Linked DNA regions of Gossypium raimondii: region 1 is linked to region 2. Evidence: chromatin contacts called from public Hi-C data. All regions are on one chromosome and are shown on one strand. The core of a region is the stretch at or near the end of the contact, and the rest is flanking DNA. Distances in the headings are between cores, read along the strand shown. Region 1 holds the start of LOC105790983 (probable alpha,alpha-trehalose-phosphate synthase [UDP-forming] 11). Region 2 has its middle 5.6 kb from the start of LOC105790982.

Region 1 (6,442 bases), core at 1,557-4,056, 82 kb before region 2:
CTCAGTCCCTGCACTTCCACACAAAACAAACCCTTGTATGTAATTCACTGAAGTAATACAATTTAGAATATGCTCTCTAACTACTGGTATAAGCTTCTGAAAACACTTTGTACCTGTGGCTTAACCTCAACTATGTGTTGCCCCCTTTTAACAACAACGGGCTCATTGGCTAGAACATTCTCCAAGTGATCATGAAGCTCCTTAGCTTGGAATAAACCGAAATCAGGGTCGGCATCTTGATGGTGCCAGACGACTGCACTTTCTTTGTTCTCTATGCATGACCCATCAGTTGCCTCCATGTAAAGTTGCATTATAGGTTCAACAACCTCTTTCCAACTCAAGTCCACCGAGCGGTAGGTTTCCCATGCGGAATCCCTAGTCCACCTACCCATGGAAGAAAAGATATTATCAATCAAGAAACAGAAATTGCAACATATCTTGGATCATATGAGCACAAATTTAAAACGTTACCTTGTAAAGTATCCATGCTCGGCTGCAATACCCAATTTCTCACATGAAGAAAACCACTTGCTTAGGGTATCCCGGTCCCTGCCGCTCACAATGAAAACAATGTTTTTGGGGTCATCGCATAAACGATTCAAAACCGAAATAACCTCATGACTAGGCCCCTTGTTCACTGAAGTTGGAGGCATCATAGTGCCATCGTAGTCCAAAAGGATCAATCGGCTACTGGTTATCTTGTAGGCAGAGTTGAGAGTATCCCCTAGGAGCTTCCTGAAGTTAGGCTCCAAAGCAACAAGCCTAAACGCTAAACCAAGTCCAACTCTCCAATACCTCTTGTGATAATGATCCCTACAAGCTCTCACGAGGTCCTGATCAAAACTCCGAGCCCAATAAGCAACATCATGAGAGCTAATATACTTGTAATGCTTCTCATGGCGCAAATGTTTCTCCGTCTCCGACAAATCAATGGCTCTATACATTGCATTAGCCATTTCATCAATATTCCATGGATTGACACGGATTGCCCCACTTAGAGAGGGTGAGCAGCCAATGAATTCAGAGACAATGATGACACTATTCTTGGGAGGCGAGTTTTCATCGACCCCCAATGCCCTATCTAAAGCAGGGCAGCCCTGTCTACAAACAGTATACTTGTATGGCACCAAATTCATCCCATCTCTTACAGGAGTCACCACACAAAACTCGGCAACTGCATAATATGCAAGCTTCTCTTGTGTAGTGACAGGTCCCTTGAGGAAAACTATTGGCTGGTATCCAGGTTCCCCATATTTGTTATTGACCTCCTTGGCAATGCTATTGGCCTCATCCAGAAGTTGTTGCACATCCCGGCCTAAACTCCTCGCCGGGTTTGTAATCTGTACTAACACCACTTTGCCCCTCAATTCCTGATTCGTTTCCAAAAGCTCCCCCATGGCTGAAAATTTCTGAGGAATTCCCTTAAACAAGTCCAAATCATCGACGCCAACCATCATAATTTTCCCCTCATACTTATGCTTCAGCTCCTTAGCCATCCTAAGGGTGCTTTCCTCGGACATCATAGATTCAAGTTGCCCCATATGAATCCCAGCAGGCAAAATCTTAATAGTCACAGTCCTCCCATAATATTCTAATGCAATGTGACCCCTGTTGGACTCAGAATGCAAGCCCAAAATCCTTCGACAAGAAGACAAGAAATGCCTAGCGTAATCGAATGTATGGAAGCCAATCAAATCGCAATTTAGCAAAGCTCTAAGAATTTCATCTCTAACAGGTAAAGTTTTATACATATCAGATGAAGGAAATGGACTGTGTAGAAAAAAGCCAAGCTTTACCCTATTAGACCGTCTCCTCAAGAAAGTAGGTAAAGCCATAAGATGATAATCATGCACCCAAACATGATCTTCATCTTCATCATCTCTATCCGTTACTTCCAGAACTTTATCAGCAAATATTCTATTAGCAGACACGTAAGCCATCCACTGTGAACGATCGAAACGTCCCCCATCGTTCCCCGTCATGGGCATCATGTAATGAAACAAAGGCCATAGATAGTGTTTACAAAAGCCATGATAAAACTCGTTCCGCATATCCACGGGCAGAAATATGGTTTCGCAACTGAACTTGTCGTGCAGAACTTGAGCCACCTCCTCTTGATCCGCTGTGTCTACATCAGCTTTCAACGTCCCAACGTATCGCACCTCTGTATCAGGAGGGAAAGCGTCTCTCAGCAGAGCAAGGAGATCATTCTCGTCAAATTCAAAGCACCATTCATTGGAGACCGAGTCCCTCCACGCACGTAAAGGCAACTGGTTGGAAACGATAATAACCCTTTTCCGTGGCATAGCTTGCTGATCTTCTCCGAAATCAGATATGACTCCTGATACCTTCATGACTCGCGGGATCCGATTCATGACTCGAAAATCATCGGTAGACAATAAATTTAATTGGTCTAAGCAGCAACTAGAAACCATGTTTCAAGCGAAGAAACCCAACTCCGTATGTGAAATTCTATACAAACATAGAAAACAGAAGAAGAAGAAGAAGAAGAAAAGGAATCAAAGAACCAATACAGGGGTATTCAAAAAATCAATGAAGAAGGGAGTTTAATTCTTTGGTGTTGTTTTCTTTCTATACGTTCTCTGAGAAGGGAAGGTTGCAGCTTTAGGGTTCTGTTAAAAGGCATTTACAGAAGAGCATTATTACAAAGAAATATGAATCTTGGCAGCGATTTAAATCAAAGATATGGATACACATTCCATAAAGGAACCCAAGAAACGGAGGAAAAAGAGAGAGAAAGAGCTCTTAAGCAAGGAAAGAAGCAGGCTGAGGATAAGAACGAAAAGAGTGAGAGAAAGAGAGAAAATATTATATATGTGCGTGAGTACGTCAAGGCATGGTTCCAACGGTCCTGATTCAATGCGTCTACACCATTATCTTCTGAACTTGGGTACATCAGGTTCTCTCCTCACTGTAACCGACTCTTTATGTCCGATCCACTGTTCGCCCGCGGTTACTTTTATTTTACTACTTCATAATTTTGTTCTTTGCCTTTAAAAATTTTTAAAGTTAAAAAAAATAAAAGCAATAATAAATGAGAGATAGGGATAAGTAAGACTAAGATTTACGTATTTTTAATGTGATTTTGGATTAGTGCTTATCGAATCACTAATGGTGCGATTAAATATTTAATCATTGACATTAAATGTTAGCTAGCATTTCTTTTATTATGCTATGGGTTGTATTAATTAAGCTATTCAAATAGGTTATTTAAAAAAATGATAAAAGCAGTGATATAGAAATCAAAATACTTAATATATTTTTATTTGATTTTAATACACTAAGTAAAATAATCTTTTGCATTAATTTTAAGCGTGCTAACAAAATTTGTATACATTGATAAAATCACAAAAAGAAAGGTTACTTATGATTTGAGAATTAAAACAGCATTAGTATTATATGCATCATTTATTAAGAAGTATTAAGGATTAGGTTAACACCTTCATTCTGCCATTAATCAAGGTGCTGATTTTTTGGAGCAAAAGGGACAATTATGTATTTTTTTATATATATTTTACACTCTTAAATAGCGATAACCAAATAGAAAGGAAGATTTTTTTATTAATTTCGAAAAGTAGCACGTCAAAAAAAAAATCAGAAAGAAACGTGTCCGAAATCGCTACACAGATTTACTCGGTCATGAATTTTCTCATCGCTGGCACGTGTAAAGATTTCAACTCTAGACGCCTATCCATCAGACTCTCTCTCTCTGTCAAAGGACTTCTCTTTTTCTTTTGGATTTTTTCAAATATTTTATTTTAGTTTTTTATAGATGGAGTAAACATATTCTATTTTTATTTTATTTTTATTTTCATTATCCGTGACGAGGTTCAGGGAAAAACACTTGAACAAAGTTGTTTTTTTTATTTATTATTAATTAAATTTCACGTGCAATAAATTAAAGGGAGGTAGAGATTGCCAGGTGGAATTATTTTAGTGGAAATGTGGCGTGTTTGGGTTGTTAAACGAAGCCAAAGTCACGGACGTGTCTTCGACTGATGACGGGGCAGATTCGCGTATCTTCGGAGTTAGTGTTGTCAACCACTTATGAGCTGCCACGTCACTCACCAACCTAGGACATTTCTTTCCTTCAAAAATTGTTGTAAGGTTTCATAGTGATAATGGATGGGATGGGATTAGGTTATGTTATGCCTTTCCAACAAAATCCATAATTTATTGTTTTTCATGTACATATTCATAATTTTATCGCTTAATCATATTTAGTATTTTAATTAAAATTATTTTAGCATTATATTTATTTTTTAAAATTTTTTAACTTATATTGTTTGTCAAATTATTTCAAAATATATGAAAAAGTTAACATATTTTAACTTTACTCACATGGCATTCATGTAAACGTCATTATTAAATTTTTTTAACTTTAAAATTTTCAAAAAATTAATTATATTAAAATTATAAAAAATTTAATATTTTTAAATTTTATAAAATTAATTAATTGCTAACTTGGTATACACGTGAATTACGCATCAACCAAGTTAACAGACGTTAATTTTTCCATCCATTTTAGGATAATTTGATAAACAACACAAGTTTAACTATTAAAAAATAAAATTAAATAAATAGCTAAAATAACTTTTTATAAAGTTAGAAAGCCAAATAATTTATTATGCCATAATTTTATTGTGTTTCTCATTTATTTTAATTATTTTTATTAGTTTGATTGTGTAAATAATTTTTTATTTCAATTATAGTATATAAATTGCATTTTCTGAAACCACAATTATAACTTCTTTCAAAAGAAAATTTCATAATTTTATCACCGCCTAAACATCATTTACCCTTTAAAGTATATCATTTTTTCATTTTGATATTTATTTTGCTTATATTGATATCTAAAGTTACATTTTGTTAATCAGTTTACTCTACTATTGTTAAAATTTTGATTAAAATGTCCCAATTAGAAAATGCCACGTGGCATGGTATCAAAATGTATTAAAATAAAAATAGATTTATAAACTCTAAAAATAATTAAAATTTAAAGATAATTTATAAAATTAAAAATATAATTAGCATTTTAGAAAGTTCCATTTTATTTTGACTGACGTAGTAGTATTCTTCAAGTTTTATATTAGAAACTTTTTTAAAAAATAAATTTATATATTGTTTCTTTTGTGAGAAAAATATTTTAAAATCTTTTAAAAATTCTAATGTCTAATTTTATATTCTTCTTATTTTCATAATTTAACTATTTTTTCAATTTCTAAAATTTTTATTACACTTTTTGGTTTCTTTGAAATAGACATTTTTAAATTATTGCAATAAAATTTCAAAATTGAAATAATAGTTCGATTATGAAGATTAAAAAGAATATAAAATTTAATATATTAGAAAAATTAAATTTTAAATTTAAAAAATTTCTCATAGTAAAAATAATTTTAAATCTTTAAAAATATTCTAATATAAAACTTGAAAATACTATTAAGTCAACGATGGACAATGATCAATCAATACTTTATCAACATTTATCAATATGGGTTAATCATCTGTCAACACTAGGTCAAAGCCAAACAATAACTTTCTAAAATTTTAATTATATTTTATTTTATAAATTTTTTATAATTTTATTTATTCTCTTAGAATTTATAAATCTATTTTATTTTTAATACATGTAGATGTCACGTGACACTTTTTAATTAGATTGAAGTGCCACATGACACGTTTTAATTGACCACATTTCAATCAGTTTTTTTAATGATAGTGTACTGGACCGATAAACATAATGTAACTTTAAGTACTAACTTGGACCCAAAATAAATTGAAGTACCAAAGTGAAAAAAAAAATGTATACTTTAGGTGGCAACTTTAGGTACTATCCCATTAATTTCTTTTTAAAATCATTGGAATTTTCATCTATACTATTATTTAAACTTTGATTGAGTTAGTGTCACACGTTAACTGAATTTTAACTCAATTGGAAAAATACTAATTTACCCATTTTTTAAATGATTACTATTATTATTTTGGTGACTTTTTTTTTGCACCCAATTAAGCCATTGAACTAATAAAATTGGCCAAATAAGTCATTTAACTAATGTTGACCGTTAGTATTTAATGACAATGCTAATGTGGCACTGCCATGACAACAAAAACTAAAAAATTTAAAAATAAAATATTTTTAAATTATTTTTAAAATAAGTACACAAGGAATATGGACCAATGGTTATCTAAGTTCATTTGAATCTAGACTCACATTTATTCAGATGCATTCTAAAATTATAAAACATAAAAAATTAAAAAATGAGCATTTATAAAAATTATTAAAAATCATAAAATTTTATGCAATTTATAAATAATAATTTATTATTTATTTATATTTCAAATCAAAAATGAATACCAATAACTTATATTATAAAATCAATATTAACATTTTTTTGTAATCAAATAATTTAATCAAAATGAG
Region 2 (7,273 bases), core at 4,032-6,531:
TATAATTATCTCCTTTTTTTATTTATATTATAATGTTTAAATTTTATAGAAAGAAAAGAATGGATAGAATTAATTTAGCCCCAATCCAAATCCATTCCCATCCTTCTCGTAGGAATTTCCCCCCATTGTGGTTGAGCTTATCTTTTTGCTTTCTATTGTGGGCTATATTTTCTTGGAATTTCTCGCCACTTTGCTAATCATATCCACATTCCTACCAAAACAGTTTTCTTTTTTCTTTTTAATTCAAACAATATTTAAGTTTCTCTACAATCAGGTTTGCATGTCAAAGTAATTGTTTTTCTCTAATAAATAATTTTATTTTATTTTAATGAAACTGTAATAAAACTTTTATTAGATATTTATTTGACACGTGTTCAATTATGTTATTTTCATCCCTTACTTTTTAATATATTATAAAATTTATAATATCAAATATTAGCATAATATCAAATATTTAAAATTTGAAATCAACTTCTCATCTATACCAATAGTATATCTAATATGGAATGAAGAAATTAGCAAAATAAAATTCAATGATATTTATTTATCCTAGTTTGGACATGTCCATTCACATGCCATCAAGTTGAAGTTGGTCCGGTTTATGTGATTGATTTGTTTATATTTTCTCCTGATGGAATGATTATATTGTATAAATATATAAATAATCGATTTTTTATATTTTTAAAATATATATACGTGTAATTTCGAAACAAGCTAACAAAGATATTTAAAAAAGAGCTTACATCACTTGATTGTCATGTCAAATAGTTTCATAAATGACGAAGAGGAATTTTGAAACACAGATAGTTGGCTATATATGTAACATCATTGAGAAAATTTTAATTTAGACACTTTTGGGGATGTGATAGGTTGTAGCAATGTAAGAGCATATCACTATGAATATGGTTTTTGTTTTTAAAATATTGCACATAATAATGTCACAAAATAATATCAAAAGTGGGTTTGGTTTTTTAAAATGGTATTAATATGGGTGTAATTTTATTATTATCCTTGTCGAAACTATTTTTTATTTTTAGAAAAAATAAAAATTAGTTGTCGATGAAAATTGGAGTCGCCACCAATTTTTTATTAAGGTGTGATTGGACCACCTAAAAATAACTTTGGTCTACGAGTTTTAGAAAAACAGGTTCGGGAGTCAGTTACGTACGAGGAAGGATTAGTACCCTCATAACGTCCAAAAATTGGTACCTAGTTAATTAATTTATGTCTTAATGTCGAAAATTTAAAAAATATAATCCTTAGCAAAAACTTAAAAACGTTACGTATTAAGACCCTTATCATTTCAGAGAAAGAAAATGCCACACCCAATGCGTTAGGGCACGACATTCTAATTTCCTCAAAAATGAATTAGGCCAGAATACTCGTGTAATAAAAATTTAAAAGAATATTCATTTATTCAAGATTTAAGAAATCGCAACCCAATACGTTAGGGCACAATTCCTCCAAAATCCCAAACTCGGAATATTTCCTTTATTATTTTTTAGAAAAAATATTCATTTCGAGAAATTAATGCGTCACATCCAATACGTTAGGACACAACATGTTGAATTCCCAATAATGAGTTCTTATTTTTTTGATTAAAGAGAAATGCTCGATTGTTAGATTTAATGAAGAAAATCGGAACCCAATACATTAGGGCTCAATTTCCTTGAAAATCCTAAATACAAGCATTATCTCAATTTTGAAAAGTTTGAAATCGAGTAAAAAATGATGTGATGCTACATTAAATATACAATGCAATAATAAATATTACAATGGTATAGAAATAATGTAAACAGTAAATAAGCAAAATTTGAAAAACGATGACATACAAAATATCTAATAAATGAACAAAATAAATAATAATAAAAACATCCTTTAGAAGGTAAATAAAAATACAAATAAATATAAAAATAAAGTGTGTATACATTATATTGAAAATATGAATTTACATATAAAATTTGGTTTATAGAATTTAAATAACAAAATATATAATGTATTTATGAAAACAAAATATATATATATATATATAAATATATTCATGCATTTACAAAAAATGAAATATATAAGTATAATGTAAAAACGTGGAAAATATTTATAATAAGCTTTGAATGGAGTATAAATATATGTGTATATATTATAAAAATGTATAAACATATAAAAATCATAGAATATGGGCAAACGTATAAATATTATGAAATATAAATGTGTATATATATATATGTATAAAAACTACGAAAATAAAATAATAATGAAGTATGTATATAATATGTATATATATATTAAAACGTTTAAAATATATATGTATATATATTAACATGCATATGCATATATATGTAGGTATAATAATAATATATAATATAATAATAAAATAATAATAACAAAATTAATAAAATAGACTAAAAACCTAAAATGAAAGATTAAGGATTAAATTGAAAATCAACAGAATTAAAAAAAATGAAGGGCCCAATTAAAAGGTGCGAATAACTCATAGGACTCGAATGGGAAAATATCTCCATCCTTTGAAACGCATTACTTTATTAGGGCTAAATAAAATAAATAAATAAAATTCGCAGTGGTATCACCTTCTCCCTTTTTTAAAATCGTAAATAAGTAAAAAATAATCGAAAAAGAAAAAAAAAAGAAAACAGTAAGCCACCTTTAAAAAACTGTCAATCGTTCTCCCTTTTTTATTGATTCTTTTTCTTTTGCAATGAAGGGAAAGGCCTCTATTTATAGCTGAACCTCCCCAAATCCAACGGTACAGATCAATTACATCAACGGCGAAGATTAAAGGGTATCTACAAATTAAATCTCTAAGATTACAAAATCATATCTTCTAAGATTACATATCATATCTAAGATTGCATATCATATCTAAGATTGCATATCCTCGAAGATTATGTTTCCATATGTGAGTCCGGGCTAAAATTGGGTATTACAATCCTTTTTCTAATAATTTTAGATTAAATACATAATAATAAATTTTAGATCAATTTATATCAAATAAAATTTAAGTCTAATAAAAACAGAAAGAAAATTCTTAAGAATGAAACAACAGATCTTATATTTCAAAATTATAATTATAATCATAATTTATAATTTTATTTAAACATCATATATTTACTTATTAATATATAAATTGTAATAAAAATAAGATTTATCATAATTTTATGAAAATTGAAACTAAATGATATTAAAAGAACTAAACTTGTTTAAAATATATATAACAATCAGTACAATTTAATAAAATATATACAGGATAATCTTACATTTCGTTAGTCAAACACCTTAATTTTATATTCCAACTAAATGAATTAAATAAAATGATACAGCATTCCGGCATTCCACCCCCCATAATTTTAGATTTCCTAAACTAAATATCATCTAATAACTAATTAGGGTTACAAAAGCAGATGATTTGTATTTGCTGATTCCAACATAAATAATTTGTAGTAATGGTACAAAGGTTGAAATCACGTGATATCCTCAACATTGAAGGTAATAATTATTTTGTAGGGGAAATTCATCCAAATTACATGGCAGAGGAAAAAGTTAATGAAACTTTGAATTAGCATAAATAACGCGTAGTTGTGAAAACAGAAAAAAAGAGTCGTAATGGGTGGGTAATAGGCCAAGTCCAAGGTGATAGACCTTTGAAATTGGTGGTGGACCCCTTTCCCCCCCAGCTGCATCTCTTTGAATTTTCAAATTATGTCCTACCCTTATATTTTATAATTTTGCATATATCGGGATTAAAAATAAAATAGCAATATTAATAATTTAATTACATTCTTATATGGTGTTTAAAAGATAAATGAGTTAACCTAACAACCTTATCTCAACCCTTTTTGAACGTTATTTATTTGAATACAAAAGCAGAGGAAGCCAAGTTTCCAAAGATTCTTTGATCCTTCACGTAACTTTGGTCAAAGTGTTGGAACCAATCAGTTGACGACAAGCTGGAAAGTTTGACAGGCTCTTCTGTCATTGGTTTGGTTTTGTTTTGTTTTGTTTCTCATGCATTTCCTATGTAAAGACGCGACTAAAGTTTTTTTAAAATAATCGAACCTTTAAGGATATATATGATCTAGTACGAAAATGACCTGAGCCCACCCAAGATTTTTCATGAGAAAAGGATTAGAGAGAGAGGTTATAGTATTTTGGTTGGTTAAGTCATTTGCCCACGTTTTCGGCTGGTTTTCAAAGAGTTGTGCAGAGAATGAGTCTTTCTTTCACATCAACTTTGCTTTTCTTAATTCTATTTAGACTTTGTTTCCAATATACTCACAATAGCATTTTTTTATTAATTTCACTTGTCGAAATTCCACCTATTAATATAGCATAATATCTTTTTTTTTTATTTTGTTTGAAATATTGAGTTTTATGTCTTTTCCTAGGAAGCTGCCTACTGCTTGAACAATGTCAAACTCTTACCAATTGTTTGAATCTTAGGAAACATGATGAAAAATTAAAATACAAAGGAAATACTGTTTTCTTATATCTCAAGTATTTCGATAATTGAATCCGAAACTAATATTGAGAGTTTAATACATATAAATCTATTAAAATAGTTGAGATCATTTTTCTTTCTATTTCACCCTTATGGTGAATAAAATGCTTTGGAATGACCGAATTTTAAATGTTTGGCGCATCCAGGTAGCAAAGTAGACGAACTTTTTCTCTTTTGAGGTTTGGTATAGAATCAACTACTTTATTTTCGGCACCAATCATTTGAAGTTAGCTTGATAGTCGAATACCCTGAATGGAGTCTCATCAATGTCCGAAATTACATCCATTTAAAGTTGGAAGAAAAAAGTAAAGCCTCCTCTTCCCTCCCCTAAATGCAGATGTCAATTTATAGTGAACAATGTTGGCGTTACACCCATCCTTATGCCTACTTGAATTGGACTCTCATATAAAGTGATGGATGTTATTTAAAATTAGACTAGTTCTAATTGCTGGTCATATTGGCATGCATTCAATGAAAGGCCCAAAGATCCAATTCCTTCGACTGACCCAAGGGACCAGTTAAATCAATTCAACCTTTTTTTTTTAACTGCAAAAACTCAAGTGGTCCCGATGAGTTAAAAAGTTATACATTCATGTAACGTAACTTCAGCATTCGGCTGATTTATCCCATGGACCGTCCTATCAGATCTTCATGTTTTATTCTGAATTAAAACTGTGTCAAATTGGACAAAATCGCCACTTCAACCAGATAAAGTAGTAACAAATTGCAGTCACCACAGCAGCTTGATCCATCGCCGCCTACTCCTGCCCTGCCCTACTGCCTAACACTATCTATCTTACACGACATTAGACACCTTTTTCTTGTGAATCAGTTAGTGCTTTGTCTGAAAACACATTAAAGTCTTAACAATTAAAACAAGGACAAAACTCAAAGCACACCACTTGTTTACTTCACATTGACAAATTACTCTACTAATTAAATAGCTTATTAACAATGCAAAGTAATTGGTGGCTCCAAAGGGAGTGTTAATGAGCTATTTAATGATAGTGAATTTGCAGTCTTAATAAGCTATTTAATTAATAGACTAATTTGTCAATGTGCAAGTAAACAAGTGGTTTGTTTTTGAGTTTTGTCCTTTTAAAAAAAATAGAAATAAATAAACCTTGCTCAGCAGCCCAAGCTTTTTAGACCACATTTTTCCAGGCCCACCTTTGTTGGTTAGAGAGGTTTGAGCCATTATTGGATCAAATTGCCTTGACCCACCACCGTGAATCATTTTATATATTTATTAACAGCACGTCGTAGCCTTACTGGATTGCAAGCCTATTTTACTCGTTCAATAATGCCTAATGGGCTTCATACAAGTAATACACACACAATTTTGGAATCAAACACCTAATTTGTATTGCTTTTTATATGCATTGTGTCAACGCAGATACATTTCTCATACGAAATGGAGTTTTAAAATTACTTTTGTTAAAAAAACTAGATTATTTTTTTAGAGAATTTTAGTTAAGTTTATTTATTTATTTATTTATTATCTTTTAAGTAGTCTCAACTACATAATCAATCATATCTAAAAAGAAAAATAAATTAGACAACCTTTTTGTGTCAAGCAAACAAGTTCAACAAAACACAATTATTTGCATCATTTTATATATTTTAGTTTAAGGTACAAAAAGCACATAACTTTTTTGGAAAAATCAATTAAATTCTTTTTTTTTTTTTTTTTTTGCATTCAATCAATCCTTTTGACCATTAATTTTAACAATTAATTATTAATGAAAACTTTTTTTTTTTTGCAATCTCACCCACGTAATAACTCCAAATTTCACGAATTCCATCATTCAACCAACAGCCAACTTTCCCCATGTGGCACTCCACCTAGAGTGCCAAATAAGCAGATGACTTGGGAAGGGTTTTTTTATTTAAAAGCTAACGTGGGATTAAAAAAATAAATAAAATCTTTAAAATGTAAGAACCCCAACAGAAAAAAAATCCAACATTTTCAATTGTAAACCCTAAATGAAATTCTCTCCATGATTTAAGTATATTTTTCAACAAATTAAAATATTTTAATCTTCACTACACCAAAACAGGCTTTTAGCGGCGTTTATAGCGGCGTTTGGACAAAAAACGCCACTAAAAAATAAGCATTAGCGGCGCTTCTATTAAAACGCCGCTAAAGGTCGAGAACTAGCGGCGCTTCTTGGAAACCGCCGCTAAAAATAAGCATTAGCGGCGTTTTTTAAAAGCGCCGCAAAAAGCCTAAGCCCAACGACACCGTTTTCCGAGTTTTGGGGCATTTAGCGGCGTTTTTGAAAAAGCGCCGCTAATGCTCGGGCCTTTAGCGGCGTTTTTGAAAAAGCGCCGCTAATGCTCTGGCCTTTAGCGGCGTTTTTGAAAAAGCGCCGCTAATAATAATAAAATCTAAATCCATTTCAATTATCTCATTCTTTGATATATTCTCATGTAATGTTTCAATTATATATTTTTTTTTTAAGTTGAAAAATTGATATTTCGTTGTATTTATTATATATTGGTCAAATTTATATTTAAATGATAACAAATAATATTGCTTAATACAAAATGTTTCTATTAAAGAGAAGTCGTCCTAACTCCTAACTATTTGTTATTATTTTCAATCACAGTTTATTTAAACTACTTTACTAGAAAAATATATTAAATTATGAGTAAAATAAAATATCATAAAACTTAAATTGTTGTGTTGTAAAGAATAAAAATAGAATAAATTTTATAAGAATAATAAATTTTGATAGTTCGATTAAATAAATCAAA

The links. Hi-C and Micro-C count contacts between places; a contact is called where the count stands out from the background.
Region 1: a contact with region 2 is called in a Hi-C map of leaf, with 7 times the contacts expected there. The contact joins the promoter of LOC105790983 here to the enhancer-like site in region 2. A contact is called at or near these places in 2 of 2 Hi-C or Micro-C datasets (both in leaf).

Annotation. Positions count from the first base shown.
Region 1 is chr8:19,873,841-19,880,282 of ASM2569854v1, reverse strand. LOC105790983 (probable alpha,alpha-trehalose-phosphate synthase [UDP-forming] 11) reads right to left here and starts at 2,806. Exons shown (of 3, transcript XM_012618806.2): 1 at 472-2,806; 2 at 114-384; 3 at 1-8. The coding sequence starts at 2,435.
Region 2 is chr8:19,793,604-19,800,876 of ASM2569854v1, reverse strand. No RefSeq gene overlaps it. Among protein-coding and RNA genes, the nearest start is that of LOC105790982, 5.6 kb to the right of the region's middle. Within about 2 kb of position 5,281, the one cell type or tissue checked has open chromatin away from gene starts, as enhancers often do. A contact at or near this core is called in leaf, where this site is marked.